Linked DNA regions of Danio rerio: region 1 is linked to region 2. Evidence: chromatin contacts called from public HiCAR-type data. All regions are on one chromosome and are shown on one strand. Each heading gives the region's core, a stretch centred on a gene start, on an enhancer-like site or on the middle of the called end of the contact. The rest is flanking DNA. Distances are from core to core; before and after follow the strand shown.

The links. HiCAR-type assays count read pairs that join an accessible place to other places.
Region 1: a HiCAR-type map of caudal fin shows a contact between it and region 2, with 4 times the contacts expected there. The contact joins the promoter of sinhcaf here to the promoter of si:dkeyp-38g8.5 in region 2. A contact is called at or near these places in 2 of 4 datasets of contacts at active chromatin or transcription factors (caudal fin and embryo).

What each region holds. Positions count from the first base shown.
Region 1 is chr4:17,228,060-17,234,618 of GRCz12tu, reverse strand. It overlaps sinhcaf (SIN3-HDAC complex associated factor), which reads left to right and starts at 1,676. Exons shown (of 6, transcript NM_001025531.1): 1 at 1,676-1,706; 2 at 4,642-4,769. The coding sequence starts at 4,642.
Region 2 is chr4:16,900,817-16,906,872 of GRCz12tu, reverse strand. si:dkeyp-38g8.5 reads right to left here and starts at 4,261. Exons shown (of 4, transcript NM_001123290.1): 1 at 4,065-4,261; 2 at 3,796-3,889; 3 at 3,561-3,648; 4 at 193-1,009. The coding sequence starts at 4,188. The coding sequence ends at 287. It also overlaps a transcript of epyc not described here.

The sequences.
Region 1 (6,559 bases), core at 427-2,926, 330 kb before region 2:
GAATGAACTTTCAGTATATTTTGAGTTAACTACACTCATTTCATCTGATAAAGTTGACTGTTGGGTTTTACAGTGTAATTGTAAACAATACTTGCCATAAAAAATGACTAAAACTTGTTACACCTAAAGAAAAACTAAATGAATTTACTATGAAAACAGTCATAAATTAAGTTTGTCAAACCTAATTCGTTTAATTGTAACAAGTCAAAGTAATTTGTTTAAGTGCTCTCTTTTTTTGGAGTACACTGTAAAAAATGCTGGGTTCAGTTTGTGTTGGGACAACATATAGGAATTAAGTTAACACACTTAGTTTTTACAAATTTAAGTGGATTGAACATAAAATATGAAGTTGTTCAAAAAAACCTCAATAATTGTGTTGCTTCAGCTTGTTTTTGGAGAGTAATAAATAGTCATTCTCTACACTGTTTTCACCTAGTATACAAGTGGGCATATTTGAGGGTGAAAAGTTTTTTTGCAAGCTGCTTACAGTTGTATATTAGCATGTTGTTTTTATTTTACACTAAAAATAATGACAAAGTCATGACAATAATGATTATATATTTCTTTTTATATTTATATTATTTTAATAAGTTAATAAAGTTTTAACTAAGTTATATAACGTTTAACTTAATATATCAGTTTGTTTGATGTAAGTTGAGAAGACCAGAACAGTTAATCTGCTTCATCTACACTGTAAAAATGCTGGGTTCAGTTTGTGTTGGGACAACATGAATGAATTAAGTTTACTTGATAGTTTTGCAAATATAAGTGGGTTGAACATAAAATAATTAAGTTGTTCCAAAAAAACTAGAGAATTGTGCTGTTTCGGCTCATCCTAAATGCATAGTTTTCAGCCAATGTTATTTTTGGAGGGTAATAAATAGTCATTCTCCTCTCAAACACTGTTTTCGCCTTTTATATAGTATACAAGTGGGCATATTTGAGTGTATCATTATAAACAATTAAAGATGAACTATTTTTTGCAAGCTGCTTGCACAGTTTTTATTTATTTATTTATTTATTTATTGACTGATTGATTAACAAATATTTGAATAGGATATTATAAACAAACAAACACTGAGTTACAAACAAAACAGCACACTCTCTATAGCCTATATAACGTTACACTTGACATGACTGCTTCAGGGAATCATTTCTTGCTCCAAAATTCTTCTGCGTTTTTATGAAAGTGTTACATTTATAAGGTCTAATATCGTTCAACTCCTCCAGTGTTTTCAGTACTTGCGCAGCAGAGTGTCCAAACAGCGCAAGCTCGACCTTTTGAGATGCAGAAGAGCCGCAGCTGCCGACATGTGCTCATGGCTGCCGAGCTGAAGGATGTGCTGCTGCGTTTGTTCCGACATCTGCTCTGCTCTGCTCGTAGTAGTAGCTCGTAACTCCGCCCACCGGGATCGCAGAGCACTGGCTGCTGCCCCTAGCAACCGGACCCGCCCACGTTTCCCGCGTAATTTTCTCTTCCTTATATGGGCAATAGAATGCAGACGCAGTCAAACGTCAGCGGCGTATGCAAATGAGGTTGATTGAAGAAATTCAGAAAATGGTGGATGGCCGTCGGCGCATGCGTAAACATTTTACTACACTCAGACAGAAAGTGAGACAGTAACGAGTGGCGCATTGTTAAATGAGTAACGCCTGTAACTCTTGGATTTCGCTGTGTGGTTTGACTTCTACTGCTCCAAGTCGAGGTAAGAATAAAAAGGCTTTTTGGGTAAAAGTAACTTGGGAGTTTTTACGCGTGCAGAAGATGTCATCGCCTTTCGAGAGGAAAGAAGTTGTGTGACAGGGCGAAAGCTGTCGCATTCGTCAGCAGTGTAACAGAAAGATGACTTTGGAGGCTTGCCGAAACACTTTCAGCTTTTACTTCAGGGTAAAAGCGCGATAAGTTCAGTGTTTACACTTGATGGTGAGGCTGCTCATACCGCGCATCACATTTTAGGGCGCTCGCATCCTTTACAGGGGATCGCTGCTGTTAAGTGTTTTATGGCTAAATCGATACATTTGACGCCGGAATTGATTTATTTTCTTTATAACAGAACTTAGGCGTATTAGAAACACGCTCTGGATGATTGTTTAGATAGAAAGAGCTTTTAAAAATAGGACATTTGCATTCGTATTCCGTTTAAAAACCCAATAAATAGGTGCGCGAATTATAAGATGTACACGAAATATCTAATAAACGCGAACGTGGCGTCACATTGCGCGCATTTAGGACAAGTTTCGCTGTTTATACTCGATTTGAACTTGGGATAGTGAACTATCCTTGTGACTGCGTGTGGTCTGTTCACTCCTGTTGGTGGGTGTGCTTCAAAACAAACCCGCATTTTCACAAGCTCGTCAACATGCGTTTACAAACTTCTGCTTCTGGAACTCAAAAGAGGTCGACGTTTATAAAAACTAGCTGTGGTAGTCTTAAAGATTCATTTCATGAGAGATGGAGGCGGTGTCACTGACGCATTTAATCGTGGAGCTAATAAAATCGATGTTTTAGTATTGCGCTGGAGTGTTTAAAAGTGTCTTAAATCGTCCTGTTGATGAAATAAACTTGCAAATGGGAGTTTAGTCGCGCTCTGTGTCCTTGGGTGAAGTTGTTACGCGGACAGCATGTGTTTACAGTCTCGAGCGCGAAGCATGGAGGCGCACGAGCCACTGACGCAGAGCCGCGCGGAAAACAAAGAGCAGCGGACGAGGAGAGCGCTTTCCTTCAGCTGGCTGTCTTTATTAGACACGTCTAACATCAGGGAAACCCTGCGAATTGATTCCTCGCACAGAGCAGAGGTCGTTTTATTGGCAAACTGCGGCGAAAACCTGCTGAATGTGTGTGTTTAAAGATGCCGTGTGGCGTGCCATGCTTCCGCGCGAGCTGGTGGGCGGTGAATACAGCGGGACGCGCGCACCATTTCACTGCAGTGCGCGGACGGCCGTGCGTCTAAACGCCGCAAAATATTAATTATGCGGTTATTATATGATATGGGTAACTTTAGGTGACACATTTAAGCGTGTTGAATTCACTTTTGGTCGAGGTTTCCGCGACGGCATCGCATTACTTTCTTGCCCCCATTTTTCTGCCCCTCCTCTCTTCTCAAACGCGTTGCCATGTTTGAATTGCGTCAGAGGCAGAATATACAGTCAAGCGCCCGTTCAACTCTTATACTGTACAAACATGTTTCAATAGTAGGCTATGGTAACATTTAGGCTATCTAAAAAAACATGTATATACACGATGAAAGGCTTCAGATAAGCTTATACAGATGTTTTTTCTTTCTTCTGTAATAAATGAAAGTGCTGCTGTCCGTCACCGGTGACTGTCCTGCTCCATCATCAGCACCCTGTTATATAAGAGCAGCTCCAGTCCATTAAGATCTGATCCTGCTGACGCGATGATGATGACTGATGATAACCCACGCACACACACGCACACTCTTTTTTGTTCAAAATATTAACTTAATATTTATAAAATATTGTTAGAATTGGACCAAACTAATAATACTGAGACAACGTACTTTAAATGTTTTTTTGTATAATTAAAATGTGTGTATTTTAAGTGTGTGCATCAGAGTATTACAATTATGCAATATGAATAATATACAATATATACCTAAAATATGAGTAATATTTTCATTTGCTAGTTTAAACTATTATTTCAATGACTAGATTTATTCAGATTATTCCAATTTAAATCTAAAATATACAATAAATCAAACTTGTATATAGCCTACATCTAAATAACCTGTACTGTAGCTCTTCTAGCCTTCTTGAAGCTCAGCTGGTAGATCACGTGGCTTTGATTCCCATGCAAGAAAAGCAAGAACTAATAATTATAGTAATAAATCTTTGCCTTTAATGATATGTAAGTTGCTTTGGATTTCAGCATCTGCCAAATGTGTGAATGTAAATTATTAGTAGATTTGAATGTTGTTGTTATAACATTATTAGTAAATGTGTCATTATATTATTAACTACACTTATTAAACCGTTTGTAAAACAAAAAAAAGATAGGAGTGTTTTGCAGAAAAATATTATTTCTGACTTTTGTCTTGCACCTTTCGCATTTAATTCAGTCTGTTATTTGATTCTTTGTGGAATGTTCATGCTGTTTGTCAAGATTGTTTTTAGTCTGCACACCATTTGTTTTCAGTGAAGTCTGTGATGTTCACTAAGGCTTCATTTATTTTATCAAAAATATGGAAAAATAATATTGAGGAATAATATTAACTACTATATAATTACCACTTTTCTTTTATATGTACTTTAAAATTTCATTTATACTATAATTTACATCATATAATAATAATAATAATACTATAAGTTATAGTTATTACTATATAATAATACTATAATATATACAAATATGAATACAGTTTTCTTCAATAAATTGATCAATACTGACAGTGAAGTCATTTAAAATGTTACAAAACATTTTTTATTTCTAATAAAAGTATGACTTTGCAACTTGAACAACTTTATGACTTTATTGAAGATCCCTGAAAAGGTCTGAAACTAATACAAATTAATACAACAGGTATGCACCAAACAAATCTCCAAAATCATTCTATTCTAACAAATATCAGAAAATCTCTGTCAATCAGCAGAAGTACTGAAACCCTTTTTTTTTGTTTTCAGATGTTTGGCTTTCACAAGCCGAAGATGTACCGCAGCCTTGATGGATGCTGCATCTGCAGGGCAAAATCCTCCAGCTCTCGCTTCACCGACAGCAAACGCTATGAGAGAGACTTTCAGAGCTGCTTTGGGTGAGTGCGCCATCCTCCTATACTTTTGCCAAATTTATATCAGTGTGGTTCACCTCCAAGAAAACGACCATTCACTCCTAATGTACTTGTTTCTTTAAACCTTTATGAATTTCTTTCCTCCACTGCACTGAAAAGAAGATATTTCGAAGAATGTTGGAAAGCAGCAGCCATTGACTTCCATAGTATTTAATCTTAAACCTACTAAAGAATTAAATGGCTACATGTTTCCAACATTCATCATATCTTCTCTTGTCTGTTAACAGAAGAAAGAAACTCAGTCAAGTTTGAAACCATAGACCAGGCATGTCCAAACTCGGTCCTGGAGGGCCGGTGTCCTGCATATTTTAGTTCCAACCTCAATTAAACACACCTGAACCAGTTAATAAAGCTCTTTCAATGTATACTAGACTTCCTGGCAGGTGTATCAGAGGAAGTTGGAGCTAAACTATGCAGGACAGCGGCCCTCCAGGACCGAGTTTTGACACCCCTCCCATAGACCAAGGGTTTCCCTACCCTGTTCCTAGAATTCTACCTTCCAACAGATTTCAGCTTGAACCCTGATCAGACACACCTGAACCAATTAATTAGGACCTGAATAGCACTTTATAATTACAGGCAGGTGTGTTTGATATGGGTTGCAAGCAGACCCGGATTGGCTAAGAATTCCTGAGAACTCCTGGTGGGCCAGTGCGTTTTTTGGGCGCGAGGGCCGGTGTCCCTAGCTGCTTGCCCTCTCCGCAGTCACACTTTTTCATTTATTCATTTATTTGACCATAGCCTTACTCTATTTATTCATTATTTTGCCGCAGCTCCACTCTTTGCATTTATTTTCTCGCAGCCCCATGAGTAAAATGCAGCCTGCAGGTTAATGATGATGTAACTATCATTCAAACCCAAACAGCGGCATCTTAGTGAAAATAAGAATTTGAATAATTAAAAATAATGAATATTACACCTGCTCAATGAAAATCAGATGATTCACTACATTAATAAATCCGACATAACTTGATCGGAAATCTAAAAAGGGGAGAAAAAGACTAAAGCCCTTAATAAATACCGTAGTCAAGAGTCTTGCAGATAGCAGTGCAGTATTTATTTATAATTCCAAACGCACCAGCGTAACATCGCCGTTGTGGTCCAATAGTCAGCACATTGCGTAACGCCGCCGCCAACCTGAGTTCAACCACACCGTACAGCAATTAATTTTTAATTTTTTTCATTTTGCAAGTAAGACCTATGATACTGTTAATGTTGTTGAACATTTGAAATTCAAAGCAGCTGTTTTCTTGAAAAAGACGTGATAGTAAATTGGAAATGACGTTATTGTATTATAGTCAGTCGTGAACTAAGGTGGGCGGGTCTTGAAAGTCTAGGGCTGAAAAGGAGTCCCCCCCCCTGGCCCTGGTTGCTACTGAAATGTGCAGGAACAGCTTTAAGCACCGCTGCTATAGACCATTTGCAGATTGCATATATTGTACTTTTTTATGCCATTTTGCCATTTCTATCACTGTTCTATGCCGTTTTTGTACTATAAAGAGGTCATCAACACTGAAAAATCTAAAAGTAATAATAAGTGCTTTATAAATACATGGGTATGTATTTATTTAGCTGACAACTGATAAACAGAAGGATGATCACACACTTAATGGATGCCGATTTGTTGATGTAGTGTAAAGGGGAGGAGCTACTGGTGCTGAGATTTGATTATTTACTTAACGTAAGTGATTATGCTGCCCCCCTGTGGTGAATGCGGTTGTACTCGTGACAGTTACTATTTGCTGTTTAGTTTA
Region 2 (6,056 bases), core at 3,012-5,511:
ATGTGTTTTGTATGGAAATAATCACACCTGAATAAAGATTTCTGATGACCTCTCCAAAACAGAGGTGGCTTAACGTTTTCATTGTTACCTTCTCAAGTTGTCAAAGGCATTTAGCACTTCAAAGATGCTCTTTTAAACAAGCACAGCAACTAACATGACACAAATCAATCACTGTAACACAGCACAATCCACTTCTGGAACAGAAAACGGTTTTACTTCAAACTGAAGGTGTACAAAAATAATGAAATATACATAATGGGTCCCACTCAGAACGTTTAGCTCTGATTTAGAAGTTCTCAATGAGCTTTTCAAACAGGTTGAGGAATTTCTGCCTCCTTTCTAATGAAGCCGGCTCCATCACTAAGGGAATCGAGGTGTCAGTTCCTTCTGAATTGTCGTTTAAATTAACCGTCTGCTCGCTTTTTTCAATCCCACGCTGTTGATCCAGGATGGCCCGTTCTCTTTCAAGCTTAGCCCTTTCTCTGTCAAGAATCGCTCTGTCTTTTTCCAACTGAGCTCGGATATACTCCACAGAGGCCCTGTCTCTTTCCACAGCGGCTTTTTCCCTCTCCAAAGAGGCTCTGTCTCGATCCAGTGCTGCCAGTTCTCTTTCCACTCCCGCTCGTTCTCTGTCTAGCACCATCTTCTCTCGCTCTAGCACCATCCTTTCATATTCAATAGCTGCTTTATCGCTTTCTAGGATGGCCCTTTCGTGCTCCATCTCATCTCTGTCTCTGTCTAGATCCCCTCTGTCTCGCCCCATTTCCTCAGACATGATGTCATCCTCTTCAACGAACAGCTCGATCTCGCTTCTGTCTGGCTCGCGGGCCCTTTTGCTCCTCCTGCGCGTGGAGTTGTTTGGTCGATACTCGCTGTCGTCGCCCACCGAAGAAGTGTCTAGCGTGACATCGCTCCCCACAAGTCTTCCTTCCATGGCGTCGTCCATGAGGGAGAACCATGGCCAGTTAGTGGGGTTCACCGAGACACCAGGCGGAGGATTCTTCATTTCCTGAAACACACAAGACACAAACATTTTATGAGCTTGCAGAAGTAGAGTGTGATGACAGTGTGTGGGGTTTATAGTTATGTGTACATAATTCTAAACATAATATCAATATATGCTGTAAATTTATTGATCAAGGTTTCAGCAAGTTAAATTTAAGACATTTTTAAGACCATTATGAATGCAATTCTAGACTCAGGGTGCTTTCACACCTGTGGATCGACTCTCTTGTTCCAAAACAGGGATTACAATTGTTACATTGTTGCACTTTGTTCTTGGTGTGGTTCGCTTTCACACGGCAAAGTTTCTAAACGGACCAAAAGAGCTAAAACAAGTAACAAGCGAGTAAACTCTCATCACATTGGTCAGATTTTCAGGGTTTATTTTGCAGAGTCCCACTGATCTGCCATGCGTCCTTATTTTAATTTTTGACAAAGAGCAATTAAACTATATAAACGAAAATCTGTGCTTAAATTTTGAATGGTGACACCTACAGACATCAACACCAAATATAAATCAGAGGTAAGACTTTCTCATACATAGCAGTTATGAATTATAGGCTTTACATTATAGAGAGAAATAACAGATAAACCAAGACAGATAAAAAGCTCTCGTTAATAGTTAACATGCTTTCACTTTCGTATCTGACATGAAACACATTTACTGGTAGAATAACATCCCACCCTACTCATAATTCTCTCTTCATATAGCCGTTTATGCCAATTACATATTCATAATACACTGTGATATGGCCTGGTTCGGATTGTATTGCTTTCTTACTACAATCGATCCGCTCCAGATTTTGTTTCAATTGAGCCGAGACCACCTTATTCAGGCCATCTCGGACCGATTTTTTGGCGCGGGCCTGAGCGCGATTGTTGGATTCACATATGCCAAACGAACCGTGCTAACTGGGGAAACGTGCCAAGTTCTGAAACAAAAGTCTAGGTGTGAAAGCACCTTCATACAGGGCTAAACGCTATTTTTATTTGCCCTATCAAACTTTTTATAATTTAATAAATTCAATAATACAATAATAATAATTTAATGATTTAAAAAAAATGTATTTTAACTAATTCAGAGCAAAATATTTTAAATATTGTTGCATACATACACTTTTTTCAACATAACCTTTTCTTAAAAATCAAAAAATATGTTAAAGGTTTTAAAAACCATATTAAACTAAATGTATGCACAACAGTCTGTTCAGGTGAGCTATCTCAGCAGTAAATACATGGAAACCTTTTAAACAAACGTTATTGTACATTGTGGTAAATAGAGTTAAAAAGTACATTTTCAAATAAAAAGTTAAAAGTTTCTTTATTCATTTATTGGATGAGTAGCTACACGTGAGCAAAGGAAAATTAAGACCTGCTTAAAAAGTTTTAAGACCTGCAACACAATATTTTAATAACTTTAGGACTTTTTAAGGCCTCAAATTTAGTTTTGAGATATAAGACTTTTTATTGATGATAAATCTCATTTAATTTTGTTTATTTTAATTATATGTAGAGTGTAGTAATATTAGTATTACTATGATTTTATGACATTTTAAAGTTTAGCAATTTAAAATATAATACAATTTAGTTCAGGTTTTGCATATTTTGTATTAATGTTATGATATTGTTATAACATTATTTAACATTTAGCTTTAAATATGTTTACCCATGAATTGTTTATTACTGCATAAAATATACTGCTAATTATAGATAGATATGTACTGTACATCTATTTAATATATTCTAATATATTCATCTTTAAATGTTTAGTAATTGCTATTGATGTTGTTTATTTATATAAATTCATGAAATTGTAAATGTAGTATTTAGCATTAATGTGCATTTAAATATTAATATATTTATAAACATTTCATCACATGTATATATATGATAAATTATATGTGATAAATGATTTAGAAATATATTAATATTTTTAATATAAATGTATTACTAGTAATAATTAAAATATGTGATGAATATTATATATATATATATATATATATGTATATATATATATATATATATATATATATATATATATATATATATATATATATATATAGAAATATTTACAATTTATTTTTATTAATAATAATTCATTTATGTCATTCTAGTAAATGTCATTTAGTTCATATTTTTGTATTGTTGTTTATATATTTATGTTAATTGTAAAATATCATATTTATGTAAACCATGTGTATTGTATTGATTTAATATTTTTCACATAGATATTTTGAAATTGACCTTTATTTACCATGATTCGTCATCATTTAGTTTAATGACAATGTTAATGTTAAAAATGTAATTTTAGTTAATTTTGTCTGTTATTTTCATTTGTGTATGAATATAATACATACTCTTCACACACATGTATCTGTAATTTACAATAGGATATATCATTATTTGAAGGAAACTGATTAAAAGATTCGTGGAGTCCTCAGCTGATGAGCTTGTGAGTTGATTCAGGTGTGTTAAATTTGGCCAATATCCAAGATGTGGATGTGCTTGGGGGGCCAGAATTGAAAACTGCACCCTCATAAAGTGGTATATCAGCATACCTTATACTTCATCTTAAGGTTTTCCCATTTTCTCCTGGCCTGGCTGGCAGAAATCTCCCTTTGCAGACCCAGCTCTTTCAGGATGGCCCTACAGCACACAAATGCAGAATTCACATCAAAATTCCTGCAGGCTGCTGGTACAAACATCTACAGCATAATTATTTTTTTCCTGCATGGACTTCTGCATGGGTGAGTATGCATGTGTGTAACTGAGGGTTGGTGATGCCCGGTTTACCTGTAAGCCAGAGTTGAAGAATTTCTCTTTCCAGTGAAAAGTGCATCGTTGGTCACTCGTAACTTCACGAATCTGACAAACTCTTCATTTGACACTTGAACCACACACACATAAACACACACGTGCAGATTTTAATAAAAGTAGAACACGTGATTTGTATAATGCATGCATCCAATTTACATGACCAGCCCAATGCTAAACTGCTAAAAAAATGGGAGAGATAATTGAATGCAATGACACTTTAGATGCACGAAATGATTGCTACTCACTCTTATAAATGAATTCTGAATGCTCTGGGCCATCCTTAATGTCATCGGAGGGACTCTGTACAGTGTAAAGTTCGTGGTCCATACTTGTGTCTGTTGTCTTTGAGTCATCAAGTGCGCTACTCATGGCGCTAGTGCACAAGCGAAGGGCACTAGAAGAGAAAATGGAGGGTTTCGTTCATTTCTTCTGCTGTTGGTTCACTGCGAACACAAACTATATACTGCCACCTAATGGAGTTGTGTGATATTATAATATAAATAATATGTTTCGCTGCAACATGTGGCTCGTGAATTATTTATTATTAAAGTATTTAGATTCTTACTTGTATGATGTGTCTTTACATACTATCATAGGCCTTTTAAATTAGTAAATATATTCATAGAACCATACGATTCTTAATAAATCGGCTGCACTGTAATTCATTGGGAATCTCGATTGTACAAAAATGATCATACAGTCGCTTAATAAATGTTTTATAGATTTAGAGTCAAAATAACTACTGTCGTGTTGATGAGAAAAGATTAGATGCAGTTTGTTTCACATATCTTTCGAATTAAGTTTGTTTCGTAAGACTCTCAAGTACAAAGAAGGCTGTAGAACGATTCAAGCACTTTTGTCAAGGGCGCCGACATTTTGGAGCGGTCAGTCACGCAAATTAAGCTAAAGTTCATTGTATATTTAAATGTTTTGGGGATGTTCTTCAACATGTTTTTCGCAACATATGTATTTTAAATATATATATATATATATATATATATATATATATATATATATATATATATATATATATATATATATATATATATATATAAATCAATTGTCTTAACGGGGAAGTTGAGCACAGGAAAGTGGAATGAGTAACAACTTTTTTAAAATTAATTAAGAACATACAGAATAAATAAATAAATAAATAAATAAATAAATAAAAACCAATCGTAAAAACATATTTATCAACTAAGTCCAAATAGCAACATCCACAAACAAAAGAAAAAAAAACATATATAAATAAAAATAAATAGCAAAATACAATGCAATATAGTACAAGGGGGTTCATCATCAAAAAATACCTTTACCAGACTACACAGTTTACAGGTTTTTTATGTCACAGAAGCTTTAAAGAATTGAAGAAGACAAATATCTTTCTGGAAAAGCAAAAAAAGTTTTTTTCTTTCTTTCTTTTTTTATTTGCAATTATGGATGAAATATTTTTTTCACAACATTGTTAACCAAAAAATTCCAGATCAGAATTCTGACAAAAATATTAATGTTTTACAGTTTTAAAATGGGGGTAAAAACATGTGCTGGTTAAGTTGGTGGTTCATTCCACTGTGGCGACCACGGATTAATAAAGGGACTAAGCAGAAAAGAAAATGAATACATGAATGAATTACAGTTTTAAAATAAAAATCAAGTATTTCATGCTTTAATCGTAACCAAACACAAATTTCATCCCATAACATTTTTTGAAAATGTGCATAAATAAAACATGTTCTAATGAGTGTGCTTCACAAAAGATACAAATGTTAGCCTACAATTCACACTAAATCTATGTCTGAGGAATTTATTACAAGGATACATATCGTCAGTAATTTAAAGCTGAAATTCTTTTGCCTTTGGTAGAAGTGGAAAAGAGAAATCTTGTTCAAATTCTAACCACATTGTCTTCAGGGGGGAAAAGGTGTCTGTCCTTAACTTTAGAAGGGAAAAGCTGTGTATTTACTAACATTCTTAAAATCTTATTATTACAGCTCTGCCCAGTAAAATTAATACCAGAAATAATAAGATTCTCTAATTTTGTTCTCACATAAAAATAACCCAATTCCCCTTTTGAGTATTTTTACTGTTTATAATCAGATTTGTTCTCATTTAACACGACAGACCATACTAAAAACGAATAATTAAAATAGAAGCGAAACTCTATTCCTGACATATTCGGTGAATTGTTTTGTTTGTAGAAAAGTTCACAATACTTTTCCTCGTGTTTTAAGTTGAAT